Regions from separate parts of the Mus musculus genome. Here region 1 is linked to region 2. Evidence: chromatin contacts called from public Hi-C data. All regions are on one chromosome and are shown on one strand. Each heading gives the region's core, a stretch centred on a gene start, on an enhancer-like site or on the middle of the called end of the contact. The rest is flanking DNA. Distances are from core to core; before and after follow the strand shown.

The links. A called contact is a pair of places that touch in the nucleus more often than the background predicts.
Region 1: a Hi-C map of cerebral cortex shows a contact between it and region 2, with 1.9 times the contacts expected there. The contact joins the enhancer-like site here to the promoter of Rph3a in region 2. A contact is called at or near these places in 3 of 39 promoter capture datasets (the HPC-7 cell line, embryonic stem cells and trophoblast stem cells), 6 of 484 Hi-C or Micro-C datasets (B cells, cerebral cortex, cumulus cells and 3 more), 2 of 115 datasets of contacts at active chromatin or transcription factors (SST interneurons and forebrain) and 3 of 9 other capture datasets (adipose tissue, liver and pancreatic islet).

What each region holds. Positions count from the first base shown.
Region 1 is chr5:121,055,771-121,060,119 of GRCm38.p6, forward strand. No RefSeq gene overlaps it. Among named protein-coding and RNA genes, the nearest start is that of Rph3a, 48 kb to the left of the region's middle. Within about 2 kb of position 2,646, at least 7 of the 459 cell types and tissues checked have an H3K27ac peak or open chromatin away from gene starts, as enhancers often do. A contact at or near this core is called in cerebral cortex, where this site is marked.
Region 2 is chr5:121,007,161-121,011,013 of GRCm38.p6, forward strand. It overlaps Rph3a (rabphilin 3A), which reads right to left and starts at 2,378. Exons shown (of 22, transcript NM_011286.3): 1 at 2,078-2,378; 2 at 1,824-1,939.

The DNA.
Region 1 (4,349 bases), core at 1,396-3,895, 49 kb after region 2:
GAACACTGGCCACACATCTAAAGTGTTCATGTGGTTTTCAAGACCTTATAGACACCATACACCAAACAAACAAAAATAGATTTATGTCAAGTATCATAGAACATTCCAGAACAGAGGGAGGAAGGAGGGGGTTATAGTGCGAGGCTGTCCTCAGCCCGCTGCAAGCCTTTTCAACTGAGAGTCATCCCTGAAGACATGGATCTTTTTGGTCTACATGAGGATTTAAAGATAAAGTTTAACAGAGATGGGGAGGAGAGACCTACAACAGCCAGGGATGACCGGATTGTGCCAGATTCCCGTGCACACAAGTTCCCATCCTGCCCTGGAGCAGTGCTCTGTGTCTGTCTGTCTGTTTTATATACTTTTGCTTTTTGACACAAGTCTCACTGTGTAGCCCTGGAGCTCAACATGCAGTTCAGCTGACCCAGGATTCACAGCAATCCTCCTGCCTCTGCCCTTCAAGAGCTGGGGTTTTGTTTGGTTTGGTTTTTTTACATTTGTGCATGTGCGTAGGTCAAAGGATAACTCGTGGACACCCTCTCCTTCCACCAGGTGAATCCCAGGGATCACAGTTAGCTCAGCAGGCCTGGCAGCAGGCAGCCTCATTCTCCATACCATGTCACCAGCCCTTAAGTGACAACGTTGAGACAGGGTCTCAATATGTAACCCAAGCTGGCAGTTAGTTCTCCATCCTCCTGTCTCAAACTGACTGCTGGGACAACAGGTATGTGCCAAAACACACACACACACACACACACACACACACACTCTCACACAAATGTAGACACACTCATGACTCAACTCAAACAAGGTTCTTTTCTTGTTACAGTTTAAAAAAAAAAACATGGCATGTGTGCCTGTGTGAGTTTATGTGCATATGCGTGCAGTGCCCACCCATGACTGCGAAAGCTGTGCCTCAGTTTCCACCTTAGACAAATGGGGAGGATAGTCACCCCTCAGTGCTACTGTGAGCTTTGGCCTTCTGCCCAAACTCTGCTGGCCATCTTCTCTCTGCCTCTGAGTGTAGGTCTGAAGGTATGCTTGTCACTATACTCTCTCTGAAGACTGTGTCTCAGAATCCACCCTCAAATCACCAGCAAAGAGCATCGTGCCTGGCACATAGTAGGTACTCAATATCAGTCTTAAACAGGCTGATAGGCCCACAGCCTCTCCCCCACACATGCCAAGTGGGCAGTCATTCAGCACAAACACTTCTAATCTATTCCTGCCCACCCCATCCCCCACATCCCTTTAAGGGCAAGTCACCATCTCCGAAGTCATTTCTATTTCTGATGCCAGTCCCACCACCTCTCTACCTAATAGTCCTGAAGATGCAGCCATCCATCTACAGGGTCCAGGCTTTGTAGAGCTGTATCATCAACACGATATGCCCCCTCCCCGCCTCCCTGATAGAAAAGGCAAGGCAAATGAAGGTAGGGTTTTCACCTCCTGCTGGCTATATAAAACCTTTCCTTGCTATACGCTTGTCCCCAGGGACCCGGTCGTGTTCTGGGATCACAATACCCAAGGTGAGTGTCATAATCACTATGCTTTATTAACTACTGATTGCAGGCCAGGCAGAGCCAAGCAATACGCGTACATCTTCATTTACGCTGGCGGCCACTCTGATGCTGGGTAAAACCAGGGGCTTTGAAAGCAGACAGATCCAGGTTGAAATGCCTGCTCTGTGTCTCATCACATGACCTTGAACCAGTGACCCATCTTCTAGGACCTCAGTTTTTTACCCATAAAGTGGGGGATGGGGTGGGGGTAAAACTACCTGGAAGTGTTCAGGCTTTGGGATCTAGAGGGACACTGAGACCTATGTGGTAAGACATTCCTTAAAAGAGTTATTAACACCATAGACAGACAGACAGACAGCAGGGTGGGGGCTCTGATGGGAGTTCAGGCCCATGAGGCAGAGTAGTGGTTCACTTCTTTTAGGTCTCAGTCAAAGGGAGAGGTTCCATGTCACATGGTTGATGGACAGTTCACAGCTCAGCCTGAACTAGGCTGTCCCTAACCCCTGGGCAGCAGCAGGCAAGATCCCGCTTTCTGGGAGGGAGTACCATTCCCAGGATGAAAGGGGTGAGCAGCACATTTAGTTCAAGTATACCCATTATACAGGTCTAGTATGTGACACTGCCCGTAGCTCTTTGATGTCCCAGGGTCTGGCAACCTGAGGTCTACAATCTCTCGTGGAAAAATGCAAATGGCCTCTTGCCATTCTGGAACGGGGGCACCTGGGAAATCTGTTGGAGACTCACAGACAGGCTCTCTGGGTGAGAGCTTGTTATTTCCTTCCCATCAGCTGTAAGATAGAGGCGGCAGCAGGTGTGCATGCCTGATCAGCCTGTAACCTTTGCACTTAACACGACCTACCATTGAAGCAGTGGGAGAAGAGAGTGGCCAGAGGTCCCTAATCTGATATACCAAGCCAGAGACGGTGTATTGGAGCCGATGCTGTGTAAGGAGCACAGGGCTGGGGCGGGGGTGGGAGTGGGGTTCAGCCTGTGGTCCTTACAGTGTGGATTTCTCCCCACAAGCAGCAGCCGGAAAGTCAGAGGCAAGAGGACCTAAAGCTGAAGACCAGCCTGGACCACTGTGACATGGACACCCGCGCACCCGCGGGGAGGAACGTTTTGTTCGAAGCTATGCTGTCTCACATGCCTTAGAAGCTGGAGCAGATGGCAGAAGCTAACACATCACCTTGTGGTGAACGGGAAGCGTGGAGCAAGATGAGCAAGGGACAGGCATGAGAGGTCCCTAAGCATCTGCCCCAGTGACCCGCTTGAGCTAGCCCTTACCCTGTAAAGTCTCCAGAAACTTCCAAAATAGCACCGCCAGCTTAGAACAAATATCTAACATGCATGCTTTAGAGGGTCATTTTGTACTCAGTGATGGAGGCAGCTGGGTGAGACCTGGTCTCAAAATAAAAAGGGGTGGGAAGGGAGACAGGGAGAGGAGGGAATCTGGCAGAGAGTTAGAGGAATAAAAGGAAGAAAGAATGCTCCAGAGAAGCTAATTGACCTAGTTTGTTTTCTGTTGCTGTGGTAGATACTGTAACCAAAACCAACGGGGTGAGGGGGAGGGGGAGGGAGAAAGGGCTTATTTTTCTCTTACAATTCCCAGGTCCCAGTCCATCCCTGGGGGAAAGCAGAGCAGAAACCTGGAGCCAAGAACTAAAGCAGAAGCCACGGAGGAAGAAACTGTGCTTACTGGCTTACTCTACAGGCTCCTGTTTGGCCACCTTTCTGATGGATCCCAAGCAGCCAAGGGAATGGCTCCGCCCACAGTGGACTGGGCCCTCCCAACAGGTACCCATGGGCCAATCTGATGAAGGCATTTTCTCAGCGTAGGTTCCCTCTACCTAGATGCTCCTAGCTTGTGTCAAGTTGACAAAAAAAGTAACAAGTGCACTAATTACCTCACCGGAGGTGGGTGGTACAACCATCAGGAGGCAAAGAAGGGACTCAAGGCCAGTTTCGCTCATTTTTATATTTTTAGCGGTTTCTCTGAGGCACGGGTTCCCTCCGCCCTCCAGCCCCACCTTCATAAATGATCTCCCTGAGACCCCCCCACATCAATGTGCAGCAGCTGAAATTCCACTCGAATTCCAAGCTGAGGGAACCTCTTCCAGACTCCAACCCTCTCTCACCCCACCAGAACTTCTAAGAGACTGTGAAACTTTTTTCTGCTATTGAAAATACAAAATTAACCAAGAAGACTCCGTGTCCCATGGCCCCAGTCTTCCCCACTGACTCCTTCAGCCCTGCTGGCTGTCTTTCTTCTCCTCAGACATCTGAGCCCCTTCCCTTCTGAAGCCTGCCTGCTCTTCTTGATACAGAAGGAACACAAATGGGAAACCCAGAGAGCCTCTACTCCATCATTCAAGTCTGGATGGAAACCACTCCCTGAAGCCTATACTGCCTGCCTGGGCCAAAGATTAAGACTTGGGTATAGCAGGACAAAGGTGGCACATGCCTTTCATCCAAGCTACTGGGAGGCAGAGGCAGGGGAATCTCTGTGAGTCCAAAGCCAGCCACTGAATTCCAGGACAGTCAGAGCTAGAGAAACCCTGTCTCAAAAACAAACAAACAAACAAAATCTGGGCAGAAAGGCTTATTTGGAAGAATATTGGCTCATTTCCCATTATTGTAACACAATGCCTAAAGCTGGGTCCTTATATCAAGACAAGTGGTTCTGGAGGTTCAAAGTCCAAGATAGGGTGGCCTCTAGGAAGGGCCTAACAGTGTGTAATATTGTAACAAAAAATATATCTAGGAATCAGAGATTCTATCTCCAGACAGGAAACCAGCCAGGGGGAGGGCCCAGGCTAGCTCCTTTTG
Region 2 (3,853 bases), core at 1,128-3,627:
ACTGAGGCCCAGAAAGGGAAGAGAGCACCAAGACTCAAGGGCCCTGTTCCAAGCCCAAGAGTCTTTCCGGAAGGTTCTCTCACTGGTGCACCCCAATGCACCACTTCAGATGTGACAGAGAGGAGGCAGGCTCCTGGCTCTCGGCCACCCTGAGGGAGACGAGGAGGCAGGGAGATGGATGGCCAGGAAGCCTTCGTGTCTGGACACCCCGGGCCTGGGCTGTATTGTGCTGCAGGGCTGGATACTAGAAATTAACCAGGGAAATGTCCCACGGTATTTGTGACACTGCCTGGGGGCCCCGGGCTCCCTTGATAACCCTCCAAGCCCTGCAGCCTCCCCACAGCCCAGCAATGGGAGGATTCACTCTCGTTGCAACAGTGAACCTCAACCCCCTCCCAACCCCCTGTTCCAATGTCCAGCCACAGTCTACTCCAACCAAAGAACATGAAAGTCCAGTATTCTAAGTATCACCCATGGCCAAGCCTGCAGCATCTCATTTGAGCAAGCCAGATTTCTTCACTTTCTATTCATATGTATGGCTTCCCATGGAGGCGGATTCCTCAAGGTCACCCCAGATTGGCAGCCAGGTTTCAGGGGACCCTTTCCTTGGCGCTAACCACCAGGCTACCTACACTCTCCTCCTGTGTCCTGCCCACATAGGCTTATACCCTGAGCTCCCCGGGCCCCTCATGGCTCTGGGGCTGGGGCTGGGTGACCCTCTTGACACTTCCAGCATGCCAGTCCCTAGGGTTAGCCTTGTCTTATTCCTACCTCCCAAGTTCAACTTCCTGAAGAAATTCCAGTGGATAGAGACGGCTGAAGTGGATCGAAGTGCTAAAAATAAAGACTTTCATTTCCCCAAAAAAGGTAGGAAGTAATTAAAGCAGGAAGCAGAATTGAGTCCTCTCCCATAGATCACAGATTACTGGCAAAAGCATTTTAAAATTAAACATGAGCTTCGGGATTGGGTGGTGAGGGACCTCTGCTTCCCACTCACTAACAGGTTGGTATGGGGTTACCCCCATTGGGATATCAGAGAAAGAAATTGGTATAGGGGTTACAGCTTGTCCTGGAATTGGGGGCCTGGGGTTGGGATGTCATAGCCCCCTTCTCAATGGCAAGGTGAGCTCAGTGACAGAGCCACATACATACCCCCCATCCAGTCTCTTACAGGTGACACCACCTGTAAAATCCCATCTCGGCATCCCCGGCTCGGCAGGCAGCTGACTGCTTGACCATTCATGCCAAGAGAAAAGGTGGCTCTTTCATGGATCCCCGCTCTCCCATTTCAGGACAGCTGAGTTTGCAGAACCCACCACAATTCAATTATTCAGCCAGCCCTGGCGGAGAGCCCGGTCTGAGCCCCATCCTAAGCAAATGCTGGTCCAGGATGCCCAGGCAAGGGTTAACATTCCAGGCTCAGCTGACTCTCCCAACTGGGGCCAAGATGCCCACCCACCAACTCCAAACACTCAGAGGCCCCGTGTGCCATACAGGCCATGAAGGGTTAACTAATTCGAGAGCTGCCAATCACTTTCCTCAGGTTCTGCTGCAAAGAGGACAAGCTGGGCAGAAGCCACTCTCCTGCTCACTCGCCTGAGCAGGCACACACTTGCCTCCTCCCTGGGCACTGTACTAAAACCCCATTTGCCTCCGGAGTGTTGCTGATAAAAGCCTACAGAATACAGGCAAAGAACTATGCTCAGTTCTCAACAGCCCTACCCTCCCTGCTTCCCTCTCCCTAGCTCATGCATGCACATCTCAGTTAGGGTCCTGAGATCTCCTAGTCCGTTTGCGGGACCACCACAAAGAATGTCACTCACCGGGACAGTAGAGGATTGCAGCAGAATACGGGAGCCAAATTCTTGCCAACTCCCTGCTGGGGGGGGGGGGAGGTGTTAAGTCCCAGCGACTTGGCTTGAAAGAACAGCAGATATGCCTGAAAGAAAATTGTGCATTTGACTCTCCCGGTCTTCCCAAAATAAAACCGAGGCACCAACACGAACACATTCCCCTAAATCATGCACACACATACACACACAAAAAGGAAAAAAAAAAAAAGACAAAAAAGAAATACCCCGTCAGAGGCGAAAACTAAGTGCAGCTAGAGTCTGCAGCGGTGGGCAGCGAATCACCCAGACTACTCCACATGGAAGGTTTTGTAAGTCTCTTTCTTTCTCTCCCTTCTTCTCTTTCCTCTCTCCCTCTCTGGGCAGCGTAGGCAACTCTGGGATGCGGGTAAGAGACGAATCAATTGCTTCCCTGGTGCCCGATCCTGCTGTCACCTACTGCAAGAACCCTGTGTGATCCAGAGGGAGGGGCAGCCGCTTCCCGGCGGAGCAGGGGAGCCCAGCTTGCCTCCCACCGCGATGCATTGTGCCGCGTTGCCTGCGGGAGGAGAGGTGGGAGGCCAGGAGGGGAGGCTGGGCGCCCCAGAACGATCCGGATTGGCAGTCAGTACCACGGACAGCACCAGGACGCAAGCGGAGGGGAAGGGCGGCCACTAACCCCAGGCAGAACAGGGGAAGTTATTGGATCCCTGCAGCAGAGGAAGGGAGAGGCCAGAGTAGAGGAACCAGGACGATTTTGTCAGACTGCATATGGGCCACCTCGCTGCATACTTATGCTAATATTGTCAAATGAGCTATAACAATCCCTGATCTTCACAGGTACCTGTGCGTCTCCCTGTGGCTTCCAGGATCATCCACATTGCTGCTGAAGTCTGCAACTCAGGCTCAGAAGACTGCAGGAAAAAAACAAGGCTAAAAAACAAAACAAAACAACAAAAAACAGGAGTGCCTGAAGGGGATGGTGGTTTGTTTAAACAACCACATCTGACAGGTTTCAGGGAGCCTGGGCCAGCCCCATGCACCCCTGGGGATGGCACTTAATGTTTCCACGTCCCATCTGCAAACTGAAGACACGGCCACCACATTTTCCTAATGACAGAAAGAATGAGTCTAAGGTAGCGATAAGAAAGCCCACACTAGGGGCTGCTCTGATTCCATGATCTATAACCCACCCTCTGATTCAAATGTTTTGGCGAAGATAAAGGACTTGACAGCCGACGAGGCTGGTGCAAGCGTGTGGTTTGAGTGGGATGGAGCTGGAAATCTTAGGAGTTCCAGAGCAGACATGATCCTCTGCCAAAGACCCATCTCCCCAAACCAGACTGGCTCTCCGAGGTAAAGTCACTACACACAGGAAATAAATCTCCAGAGAGGGGGGTGATATACAGTGGGAATGTGTTCCCATGGCACCAGCATCCCGGATCCCCAGTGTGTGCTGCTGCTGCCAGCTACAAGAACATGCCCGCGGTGGAGAGAGAGAGAGTGGCAAAGTCAAAAGAAGCCAAGGGCTGTTTAGAACCTCCCAGCCAAGTGAGGGGTGTTCCTCTCTCCACTGGGGACTCATATGTAAAGTTTCCCATTGAGGGCCCAGGGTGAGTCACTACTTTCGCCACTAAAGTCTCCCTTTGAGAGCTAGGATTCAGACTGCCAGGATCTGAGAGACCATTTGGAGCTTGGCTCTACAGATGATCGCTATGGTGGTGTTGACGGTGGTGGTGGTCATCTGGGTGATAATGAAAGCATGAAGATCATGATGATGGTGGCAATGATTATGGTGGGGGTGGTGCTGGTGGTTGCTGGTGGGGGTTGTGGTGATGGTGGTGGTGATGGTGATGGTGGTGGTGGTGATGGTGGTGATGGTGCAGATAATGATCACAATGCTGACTGTGATAGCTGTGGTGATGTCAGCTATTTATTGGGAACCTGCTATGTTCCAGACATCCTTCCAGAAGCTCTGCATGTCTCATCTGAGGGTCTCTGTGCCCCCTCTGTGGTGGCTGCCA